Regions from separate parts of the Pan troglodytes genome. Here region 2 is linked to region 1. The links are chromatin contacts, called in public HiChIP or PLAC-seq maps. All regions are on one chromosome and are shown on one strand. The core of a region is the stretch at or near the end of the contact, and the rest is flanking DNA. Distances in the headings are between cores, read along the strand shown. Region 1 holds the start of VSTM5 (V-set and transmembrane domain containing 5). Region 2 holds the start of ANKRD49 (ankyrin repeat domain 49).

What was found. HiChIP or PLAC-seq counts read pairs in DNA pulled down with a chosen protein or histone mark.
Region 2: a contact with region 1 is called in an H3K4me3 HiChIP or PLAC-seq map of stem cell-derived excitatory neurons, with 8 times the contacts expected there. The contact joins the promoter of ANKRD49 here to the promoter of VSTM5 in region 1. A contact is called at or near these places in 3 of 7 Hi-C or Micro-C datasets (blood, induced pluripotent stem cells and stem cell-derived neural progenitor cells) and 1 of 1 datasets of contacts at active chromatin or transcription factors (stem cell-derived excitatory neurons).

What each region holds. Positions count from the first base shown.
Region 1 is chr9:95,967,337-95,972,625 of NHGRI_mPanTro3-v2.0_pri, reverse strand. VSTM5 (V-set and transmembrane domain containing 5) reads left to right here and starts at 3,934. Exons shown (of 4, transcript XM_016921825.4): 1 at 3,934-4,140. The coding sequence starts at 4,050.
Region 2 is chr9:96,590,007-96,596,107 of NHGRI_mPanTro3-v2.0_pri, reverse strand. It overlaps ANKRD49 (ankyrin repeat domain 49), which reads right to left and starts at 2,254. Exons shown (of 3, transcript XM_001142795.7): 1 at 2,099-2,254. It overlaps MRE11 (MRE11 homolog, double strand break repair nuclease), which reads left to right and starts at 2,260. Exons shown (of 20, transcript XM_016921830.4): 1 at 2,260-2,450; 2 at 3,232-3,356; 3 at 5,178-5,310. The coding sequence starts at 3,337.

The sequences.
Region 1 (5,289 bases), core at 2,685-5,184:
ATATTATTGGCATGTGTTACAAAATTATGGAAAACTCCTATAATTCTGATATGACTTAGTGTACATTATCAGTAATAATTATAACTGTTATGTTAAACTATTGTGTGCCACAGAGGTAACGAATTTACTTGTCAATTGTGTCTTTGACTATGGCTGCCCTAAAACATTTTGTCATCCACAGACAATTGTTGTCTTGTGTTGGTCCTCTTAAGAGGTGGTTTTATTATTGGCTATATGACTCTAACAGGTGCTCTTGAATACAGGTTTCTGATAACTTTGAAGATTGTGACATCAGAATAGAGGAAAACTTTCAGGACTCATAGAGAGCTGACATGTTCATGAATACCAAACATAACAAAAATTATCTACATGGACTAAGCTAATAGAAGTCTAAAGTAATCTTTTTAACTGAAACATTGCTGATCCTTTCTTTTGTTTTTCAGAGTCAAGAAAACTTTTAAGCTATTTACAACTTTTAATAATTGAGTAAAATATACTCCTATGAACAAAATGTGGAGTATATTTGTTTTCTCTCTACTTGATTTCTACAGAATTTGGAAACTATTTGTGAGCATTATTAACTCATGACAATACACTTATTTGCATAAGTGCAGTAAGAATCTGTTTTCATTTGTAACAGGACAAAATTGGAGAAACTGGTTATTTTGCCAAGGCTTTGACTGGAATGGTGTGCTTTCCTTTAAGGAATCAAACTTGCCTGATGGAGCCAATGAAAGCCCTTGGGAAAACTGGCCTCATCCTTGTCTACACAGTATAATGTGGCCTATATCAATTTTTCAGAATTATTTTTTAGTTTGCTGCTTTTCTCCCTTCCTCCCCCTATTTTCTCTTCATAGGACATGAGACTTCACAACCTGCTAATAATGAGCTTTCCTAATAACTTGGCACCTACCTGTCTACGAATAAACCATTCTAAGCCACGAGAGATCCAATGAAATCTGAGCCCAGAGACTTGGTTTCTTCTAACGTGCTTTCTCAAAAAATTTTTTAAAAAGAAAAGGGGGGAAATGTGAAAGGAAAAAAATTCTTGGGGCCCCCAAATCACTAAATTAAAGGAAAAAGTCAAACTGGGAACTGCTTAGGGCAAACCTGCCTCCCATTCTATTCAAATTCATCTCTCTGCTCACTGAGATAAATGCATATCTGATTACCTCCTTTGAAGAGGCTCATCAGAAACTCAAGAGAATGCAACCATTTGTCTCTTAGCCATCTATGACCTGGAACACCCCTTCCTGCATCGAGTCTTCCCACCTTTGCTTCAAGTTGACCTGCCTCTCCAGGCAGAACCAATGTTCATCTTGCATATGTTGATTGATATCTCATGTCTCCCTAAAATGTTTAAAACCAAGCTGTGCTCTGACCACCTTGGGCACATGTGTTCAGGACCTCCTGAGGCTGTGTCACAGACACACATCCTCAATCTTGGCAAAATAAACTTTCTAAATTGAGACCTGTCTCAGATTTCCAGGGTTCACAGCAGTAAGCAGAACAGCCAGTTTCCTCTCAACTTAGCCTTAGCAGGAGAGACCTCTGTGTCTGGAAGCCTTTCCCAACTTGAATCATTTTGTCTCCACTAGTTTGTGAGTATTTTGAGACTAGGAATCATGAGTTATTATTCATCTTTGGAGCTGCAGTGCCTAGCACATTGCCTGATATGGGGGCAGATTTGATGTTTGATGGATAAACAAATGAATGCAAGTAATTCCTGAAGCCTTTTACATCTAATAAAGAAAACAGAAAAATGTCAAGAAGACTGCTTGCTTTAGCAGGGCATTCTCAATTTTATATCATAAAAATCCAACTTAAATTTGCTGAGGCAAAAAAGGGCATTTATTTGCTGATAAATGGCAAACCCAATCATGCAGAATCCCAGAGCCCAACCCATGTAGTTAGGCCTTTATCCCTTTCCTCAGTTCCCCGCTCAGTTTGTCTCATCTTGGTTTCATTCTTAATCCAGGGCCTCTCCACATGACAGACAAGATCGTCCACCAGTACCCCCAGGTTCATATCCCATTTTTAGCATGCCAGCAGTGGCCATACATTTCCAGGGAAGATGCTGATGGCCCTGTCTGCCCATCCTTGAACCAAATACTTTGGTTGGCAGAGAGGGTACTTCAAATGGACAGCATGGTTGACAAGCCCACCCCAAGCCAGTCAGCAGGGTAACACTAGTATCGGCCTCACCAGGAACACATCGGAATTGGCAAGAAATCTCCTTTAGAAACCAGAAGGAGATAGGAAAGTACAGTGGATTACGATAGTCTTCTATGTCTTCCTTCCTATCTTTTTTTTTAAACAGGGTCTCATTCTGTCACCCAGGCTGGAGTGCAGTGGTACATTCATGGCTTACTACAACCTCTGCCTCCTGGGCTCAAGTGATCTTCCTGCCTCAGCCTCCCAAGTAGCTAGTACTACAGACGTGGGCCACCATGCCCAGGCTAATTTTTATATTTTTTTGTAGAGATGGGGTCTCAGTATGTTGTCCAGGCTGGCCTCAAACTCCTGGGCTCATGCAATCCACCTGCCTCAGCCTCCCAAAGTGCTGGGATCACAGGTGTGAGCCATCACACCCGGCCCTTCTAGGTCTTTCTATCTTCCTGCTCCACCATCCTTACTTAGCATGATGGTTTTTGCATTCATTTATGTAACTTAATGGATGCAAGACACATGCCACAGATCTGAACAGAATAAATGTTTTCAAGGCAGAAAGAAAGGGGGAGGGGAAGTCCCAGCCTTAGCTGTCCTTTTTATGAGGAAAGCAAAAACTTTTCCAGAAACACCTCAAAAAGACTTCCCCTTAAATATCACTGGCCAGCACTGGGTCACACTGCTATCCCTTGTGGCAAGTGAGGCTAGAAATTCTAGTTTTGACAAAGTGAAATATAATTTCATGACTAGTTTGGACCAAAACTGATTGCCCCACCCCTCCATCGACCTCTCCTGGAGACTAATTACACTTGCTCTGAGCCCCCAGAGCATGCTGGGCCTCTCTGATCCTAGCGACATATGCACTGTACAGCGGTTGTTTTTTTTTTTTTTTTTTTGAGACGGAGTCTCCCTCTGTCGCCCAGGCTGCAGTGCAGTGGTGCAATCTCGGCTCACTGCAAGCTCTGCCTCCCGGGTTCACGCCATTCTCCTGCCTCAGCCTCCCGAGCAGCTAGGACTACATGCACCCACCACCACGCCCCTTTAATTTTTTTTTTTTTTTTTTTTTTTTTTTTTTTTTGTATTTTTAGTAGAGACGGGGTTTCACTGTGTTAGCCAGGATGGTCTCGATCTCCTGAACTCGTGATCCGATCCGCCTCGGCCTAGCGGTTGCTCATTTTTTGCAGCCCCCACCCCTTGCTAGGATTTCTAAACAGGTGCCCACATCCTTGTATCCCCAGCACTTAACACAGTGCCTAGCTTCATTCCACCGGTTTATTTGAGTGACTGCCATGTGCGAGGCTCTGTGCAAATAAAGCAGGCGATTGGTGAACATTTCCTGGATGGATGGAGGGATGGATGGATGGACAGATGGGTGGATAGATGGATGGATATCATCACTGTGCAGTGGTTCCCATCAGGGCAGCCTGAGTCTCCCCACCCCCTCCCCTCATCCCTCTCACTCCAGGCTGTCATTTCACTTTCCTAAAAGCCTTCCCTTTGCCCATGATGCCAATGACTAGCTCTGTCCTGAAGCAATAGCTAATACTTTCCCTCCTTCCTGCCACCTAGCATCCAGCCGAACCTTGAATCAATACCAGTAAAATGGGTGTGAACGGAAGGAGGCTGCTCATTATTTGCCATTATTTACCTCTGAGTCTGTGCATTCCCATTCCTTCCCATATTAATTCTCTCCCCCGCAACACCCCCCCCCGCCCCCCCTATCCTTGGGAACTGGTTCAACCAGAGTACAACCAGCTCATCTGCATCTGGCCCTAAAGAACCTGCGGCAGCCAGAGGCGGAGGAAGAGAGAAGGCCGCATAGGAGCTGCAGCGCGGTGCGGCCAGCACACACCCCGGCCCGCGAGGCCCCGGGCTCGCCCATGAGGCCTCTGCCCAGCGGGAGGAGGAAGACCCGAGGCATCTCCCTAGGACTCTTCGCCCTCTGCCTGGCCGCAGCCCGCTGTCTGCAGAGTAAGCTCCGGGGGACGCCCCGGGTGCTGGGGGAGCGGGAATGGGTAGGGGGGCACGGGCGGGGCCCCGGGGTCTAGCAGCGGCCCCCCTGGCCCTCGCCCACCTTGTCCGGCTGAGGGCGCGCGGTGAGCTCGGCTGGCAGGCACCGCGCCGCTTCCTCGTGGGGCTGGGCGCGGCCTGGAGACCCGGCGCCCGACCGTAGCGGGAGGGGCTGGGCAAAGCAGAGGCTACCGGCCGCGGCGCCCCGGCCCACTTCGGGGCGCCCGCCCCACCCGGCGAGCCCGGCCTATGGTTATCAGAGCTGGAAGGTGGCCCAGAGATAACCGGCTCCCAGCCCTGTGGCCGCCGCCTCTGCAACATTTTTTATTTCTTTTTCCTGGAATAACCAGATTGCAGTCCATGCGCCGCCCCCTACTGTGGGGACCCCTCCATGGCCTTCCTGGTCATCTCCCAGGAGAATAATAATCAGGCCTCCTTATCAGTCAGACGAACCCACAGCAGCCTGCTCCCGTGAGAAAAACGGTTCTGGGGTTTGGGTTGGGCGTTGTGGCCTGAAGTCCCCAGGCTGGAGGTGGTCCTCGCGACCAGCGCACTGAGTAGATTTGCTTTGGATGGCCGGACCCGGAATCCCCAGCCTGGTGAGCCTGGATGCGAAGCGTAGTCCCACAGGCTCTCTTGGACACAAACAACAGATCCTAGCACAGTTTTACTTTCTCATTTAATCATTACCATTCGCACTCCCATCTTACACATGGGCCAACTGAGGTTTAGAGAATGACAGAGCAGGGCCGCTGGAGGTGAGAGGCCCTGTAGTAAGAGCCAGCACTTATTAAGCATTTATGCATTCACCATCCCTCAGACTTTACAAGACCCCTCTCATTTAGTCCTTAGGGCAACCCTAATAAACTACTCTTATTCCTGTTTCACAAGTGAGGAAACTGAGGCACAGAAATGTTATAAGCCGATCGCAGGGGCTCACGCCTGTATTCCCAGCATTTTGGGAGGCCGAGGCCAGCGGATCCCTTGAGTCCAGGAGTTCAAGACCAGCCTGGGCAACATGGCAAACTCTCTGTAGTAAAAATATGAAAAAATTAGCTGGGTGTGGTGGCCTGTGCCTGTAGGCCCAGCTACTGGGGTGGGCGGCGGGGG
Region 2 (6,101 bases), core at 1,005-3,504, 630 kb before region 1:
AGGACATCTGTTCCAATCTCTCATCGGTACATATATCTTTATCACAGCATCTACACTAATTATCCTATTTCTACTTTGATAATTTCAGGCCTAGGAAAATTCACTGCTTTAAAAAGTAGTCCTGTTTATTGATAGGCAACTATAAGTTCTTAGTTGGCTCCTTGTTTTCAACTGAATTTTGGCTGTCATTCATTCCTTCATTCAACTAATATGAATAGAATGTCTGGTATGTGCCAACTTCTGGGTACTGGGATTCAATAATGAGCAAGATCCATGTCTTCACCTCAGGAAGCTTACTCTAGTGTAGGTGACTGGCAAAGACATCATGTGTCTGGCAAAGACAACATGATAAGTACTACTACAAGACCTTGTCTAGAAACCATGAGTATACAGGAGGTTCATAATTCCCCTAGTCCTAAGGGATTAAAGAAGGCTTCCTGAAGGAACTGATGTTTATTCTGCTAAGCTGCCATATTAATTTTTAAACCAATATCAGCTTAAAGGGTTACACAACATATAAACCTTAATCAATTAAAGAAAAGGAGAATAACCAATAGATAATTTACAAATACGAATTACCAGCCTCCCAACTCTATTTGTTGAAATATAATCAGTCTTTCAAGGCTCTTCTCTGATGTTATCTCTTTCATTCTTTCTTGATCCTCTCATTTAGATCGCTTTCTGCTTTCTACTTTTTTTGGTGCTACATTTCACCTCTAACTTTGTTCTTGTTTTAGCCCCTTAAAAGATTATAAGCTTAAAGATAAGGACCACATTTAACTTATATTTATCTCCTACTTGTCTATAGAAGGCATTAAGAAGTATGTGTAGCATTACATTTAATTAAAGTCTTGTCACTTGATTTTGCCTGGAATGGATTCTGAGAAGTTCCAGAGTTAGGCATAGCCCCAAGATACTGATTTCTTGGTACCTAATCTCACAAGTTTAACAGTATACAATCTTAATGTGGTATTAGACTTTATTACTAGTGGCAATAGCACTAAACTCAAGTTTAAATGTATTACTCATGTCCAGTAACTTTTCTGGACCTGTTACTTTATTGTAAAATGTAAGAATTTTACTAAAGTATTCCTAAGGCCAATCCGGCTTTTCAGTCACCCAATCAGAGACACCCTTGGAATCAGAGATATCCAATCAGAATTGCTCTGTGTTTTATTAATTCTCCTGGAGCTTCCACTTTTTCTTTGATTCTCAAACTAATTCCTGAACCTTGCAACACAAAAATGACCATACATCAATTCATTAAACACTTAACAGATGCTAATAAATAAAAGTTCACTTGTAATTATATCAAATATAGATCTTACCCTCTCCCCCAACATGCTTTTCCTTTCAATAAAAACTCCCTTATATAAATTTTGAGTTTACAGATCCAGATACAAAAAATTATGTATAAAATTTTACTGGTATATTTAGTTAAAAAAGCCAAGCCTAGGCGCATCTACCCGACTCACAGTTAAGAAACAAAACTGATGACTTGATGATGATATTCCTGATATTCCATCAGGAATGTCAGGGTATGTTTCCTAACTTAAAGGGCATATCCTATTTTGAGAGAGATCCGAACTATGTCAACTCCTTACAAACAACTCAGTGATAGGCGGGGCTATAAACCTTACTGGTGAAGGAGGTTCAGATAGATTAAAACAACTTGCCCTAGATCAAGGACCCTTCAATGGAACTGAAAGGGCAGACGTTCTAATTCAAAAGTTCTACATTATTTTTCGCTGCACTATACATCTTACTGCTCTCAGCACAAAGCAATGCAGATGTGCTGAACTCAAGGACCTAGGGGCGACACCTGTAGAGGGTCTGGCGACTGGGAGGGAGGGAGAGGGGATCCAGCTCCAGCACTCTGCCACCAGCCGGGAGCTCACAGGCCCGCGAGCTCCGCCTGCGGCCTTCCAAACAGCCAAGAGCGGAGAAGCGGCTTCGGTCCTACCTGGGGACCACGACGCGGCCTGACCTGCAGGGCTCGGCCTGTGTCCACAGGCTACCCACCCCCACGGGCTCAGGAGTTCTTAGATGGCGCCGGTCCATCAAAAAGCGAGGTCCGGGACAGGGAATAACTACCCACCTGACAGAAGGGAAAATCGCCGCCTTGCATCTCACTTCCGGGTTCGTCTCCTAGCCTGCTCAGGATTGGCTCCTGCGTGAGGGCGGGGCCTCGCCGCTACTTTCCCCGCCCCCTCACTGCGTGCGGTAGCCAATGAGAGCCGAACTGGACTTGAAGCGTCTACGTTATCCATGAAGTGTCGCGAGAGAAACGGACGCCGTTCTCTCCCGCGGAATTCAGGTTTACGGCCCTGCGGGTTCTCAGAGGCAGGTTCAGACCGTGTTGTTTTCTTTTCACGGATCCTGCCCTTTCTTCCCGAAAAGAAGACAGCCTTGGGTCGCGATTGTGGGGCTTTGAAGAGTCCAGCAGTGGGGTAATTTAGGAATCGCATTCGTCTCCTATTTCTGCAGGTTCCCAGGCGGAAGCCCAGAGTTAACTGGAACCTCGGAAAGAGCGGGCCGAGTGGGCCGGGGAGGGGTCCTGGCGGGCTCAGCGTTCTGATTCCGAGGTTCCCTGCGGTGAGGGCGTGTTGAGGCTTGGAATCCCGACGGAATCTGGAGCTCCAGATGTGGTGGGGGTTGTCTCGCGGTGGCAGCCACTCTTCCCCAAACCTGGCTATTTTCAGTCATCCTGCTGGTGCCTAAAGGTGTTCCTCCGCAGACCACGTGTTTGTTTATTTACACTCGCTTTAAACGCGGGCCCGTTCCCTTTTCCAAACTAGCCAGGTCCTTTACAAAAAATCGTGGGGTTTGAATAGGAAATACAGGATTGCCTCTGTTCTCCAGAGTAACCTATGCGTGCAACTTAAAAATATCTGCACATCTAGAGTTGTTTGTGTGTTGAACCAGAACCGTATGTGACCCTTTCTGCCCATTTATTTAGCATACATTAATTTCCCATAAGAGCACGGGAAAGGAAAATAGGAGTTTAATCATCTTGGTGAAACTAGGAAACAGGATGTACACTGGAGATGTATTATTTTCTATGCTCAGTTCATTAAAAAAATAAAAGTATAGTGGGTGCTTAGATGAAAATGAGACTTCTAGATTTGCCAGTCTAATTAAGACGTCTGTACCTTGTGCAGCGTAAATCATGTTGGTTAAATACGTGCAGGCTTTTAAAAAATGTGTTTTATGATGTAATTTTGTTTTTAGAATTTCTAGAATTTGGAATCGAGTGCATTTTCTGACATTTGAGTACAGGACCCAGGGGTTCTTGGAGAAGAACCTGGTCCCAGAGGAGCTTGACTGACCATAAAAATGAGTACTGCAGATGCACTGTAAGCACCTGACTTCTGGAATCCCTTGTTATTTGGGGTTTCTAAAGCTCGTCAACTGTGATCACAGTAAAAGAAAACTTATTTAATAAGCAGTAAATAAGGAACCTGCTTATCAACAGAAATATTAGTCATCAAAAAGGATATTTGGAATGTTTTAAATATTTATCTGTTTGTTAACTAGAAGCTAATATGCAGCTATAGATTGGAGTCTTGCAGTAATTTGATATATTGATATAGTATTGTTTATGTTCTTAGGCTTCATCTTAAATTATTGAAGTGATAAATATTCTTGAATTTTCCTGACAAATTCTTATTAGTCAATGCAGTTCTGTTTAAGATTTTTAGAGTAAATTCCTCTAGTATTAAATAAGCTGGAAATGAATTTGAATGGAATGGGAATAAATAAAAGGACTGTAAAAGTTATGTGCACTTTTACACATAACTCGGGAGCCCGAGGCTGGCGGGATCATCTGAGGTCAGGATTTGGAGACCAGCGTGACCAACATGGTGAAACCCCGTCTCTACTAAAAATACAAAATTAGCCAGACGTGGTGGCGCATGCCTGTAATCCCAGCTACTCAGGAGGCTGAGGCAGGAGAATCATTTGAACCCGGGAGGCGGAGGTTGCAGTGAGCCGAGATCGTAAAAAAAAAAGTTATGTGGGAAAGACTTTAGACTTGGAGTCTTTTACCCTAGTTTCAAGTCCTTGGACGTTACTAGCTGTGTGACCTTGGGCAAGTCAGCAGTTCTCTGAGCCTTGCCTCAATTTTGCCATTGGTATAATTGGAATAATTATACCTTTTTCAGATTAATTTTGAGGCTTAAATGAGAGAATTCATGAGAAAATACTTCATAAATTGCTACAGAAACATATAGTAGTATGATTTGAAAAGTATTCTGACCTACCTTCTTGGATATATCAGTGAGAACTGTGTGCATATCATTTTTGAAGTTTTTGAAGAGAAATCGTTTGTGGAAATATCTTTTGTTTGTAAAGATTTGAATTTTGGAGATATATACAGAGATTTTTTAAAAATTCATTGTGGTTTATTGAAAATAGCCTGCGTTTTCATCATGGGTTTTAGTCCCGTTTCTGTCACTAGTTATGTGATAAAGCAGTTAATTTCTCTGGGTTTAGCCTTCTCATTTGTCAGAGATAATAATGCCTGACTCTTTATCTGTGAGGGTTGAGATGAGATCATAAAAATAAAAGTATTCCATACAATTAAATTTAGTGTAAGAGTATTAATAACTATTACATTGCTACTTCACATTAAAATACCTTTGAATATTACCAAATTCAAACTGAAACAATTCTGTGTTGGCCAACTTTATTAATGAAATCTAACTCTGTAGAGAGTAGAGTCATGCAAGTGTCTTCAAGGGCCTGAATGTAAATTATTGCATATTAGTATAAAATTGACTCATAAACTTAGAGGAAGGCTTTTTAAATTAACTTCGATTTTCCTGGAAGAGTACGAAGTCAGATAAATAACAAGTTTATTTATCTGAGGAAAACAAGCAAACTTTTGGGCCTGGGTTACATGAGTTTGTAAGACTGGTTATAACAAGGTTATAAATTTTTGAAGCAGTTATAGAACCTTGTAAAGATTTATGTACATTTGTTCTATATTGAACTAGTGGTTAGGAAAACTGTAATATATATAACGTTGAATACTTCAGATTTTCAGATGAACTCTAAGGCTAAAAAAATGATTTTACTCTATAACTGTTATTATTTATAAGTTTAAGTCTCAATTTGTTTGAATATCCTTTAATGAATTATTAATATATTGAAATGTTTCTTCTTTCTTAATATAGTGATGATGAAAACACATTTAAAATATTAGTTGCAACAGATATTCATCTTGGATTTATGGAGAAAGATCCAGTCAGAGGAAATGATACGTTTGTAACACTCGATGAAATTTTAAGACTTGCCCAGGAAAATGAAGTGAGTGTGGTTTGTATTTGTGCACTTTCTACCATATTCCCTTGGTTAACAAGTTATTTTTCCTTCTAAAGTTAGAGCTTATGCTCAGGTGCTTACCTTGCCTGCTTGAATATCGATATACTGAAAGCTCAAAGCCGATTTTGTATGCTTTGTGTCTTAAATTCAAGTAGGAGCTACTTTTGTAAATAGTCTGTTAAAATTTACAAATGTTTTTGGGGTGTTTACTGAATGCAGGATCCTGTGGCAGTGTCTATTTGAAATGTAAGGTGACTGTCAAAGCTTCTGCTTTCAGATAACGTAGAAGAAAACTGGTGTGAAAGACAAATATCCACAATCCACAGATGCAAGGTTGTATGTGATAGGAGCCCTAAGAAAATTGTAAATAGCATTTCCTTTGAGTTTAGAGGCAGAAAAAATCACGTTTAGATTATAGCAAGATGAGTTTAATGAAGAAGGTTGTGTTTAACTTGGGCTTTGGAGGAAGGGTAGACTTTTGGCCAGTGGGGAGCATAGAGAATGTACATCCATGTGAAGCAGGAGTGAGGAAACCCATGAGACAGTATAAGGTATGTTAGGGGCCCTGTAGTCAATTTGGCTCACCAGCAGGTCATAGTTAGCAAGCTTGCTGAGAGACTAGAAGGAAGGGTTTGAGCTACATTAATGAGGACTTCAAATATCAGATTGAGAAATTTGTATCCAGTTCAATAGAAAGTCTTCTGGCAGCAGAGTATAATACCATGAATTGGAGACCAGTTAGAGGCTTTTTTTGAAGTGTTGACCTTAGGGATGGA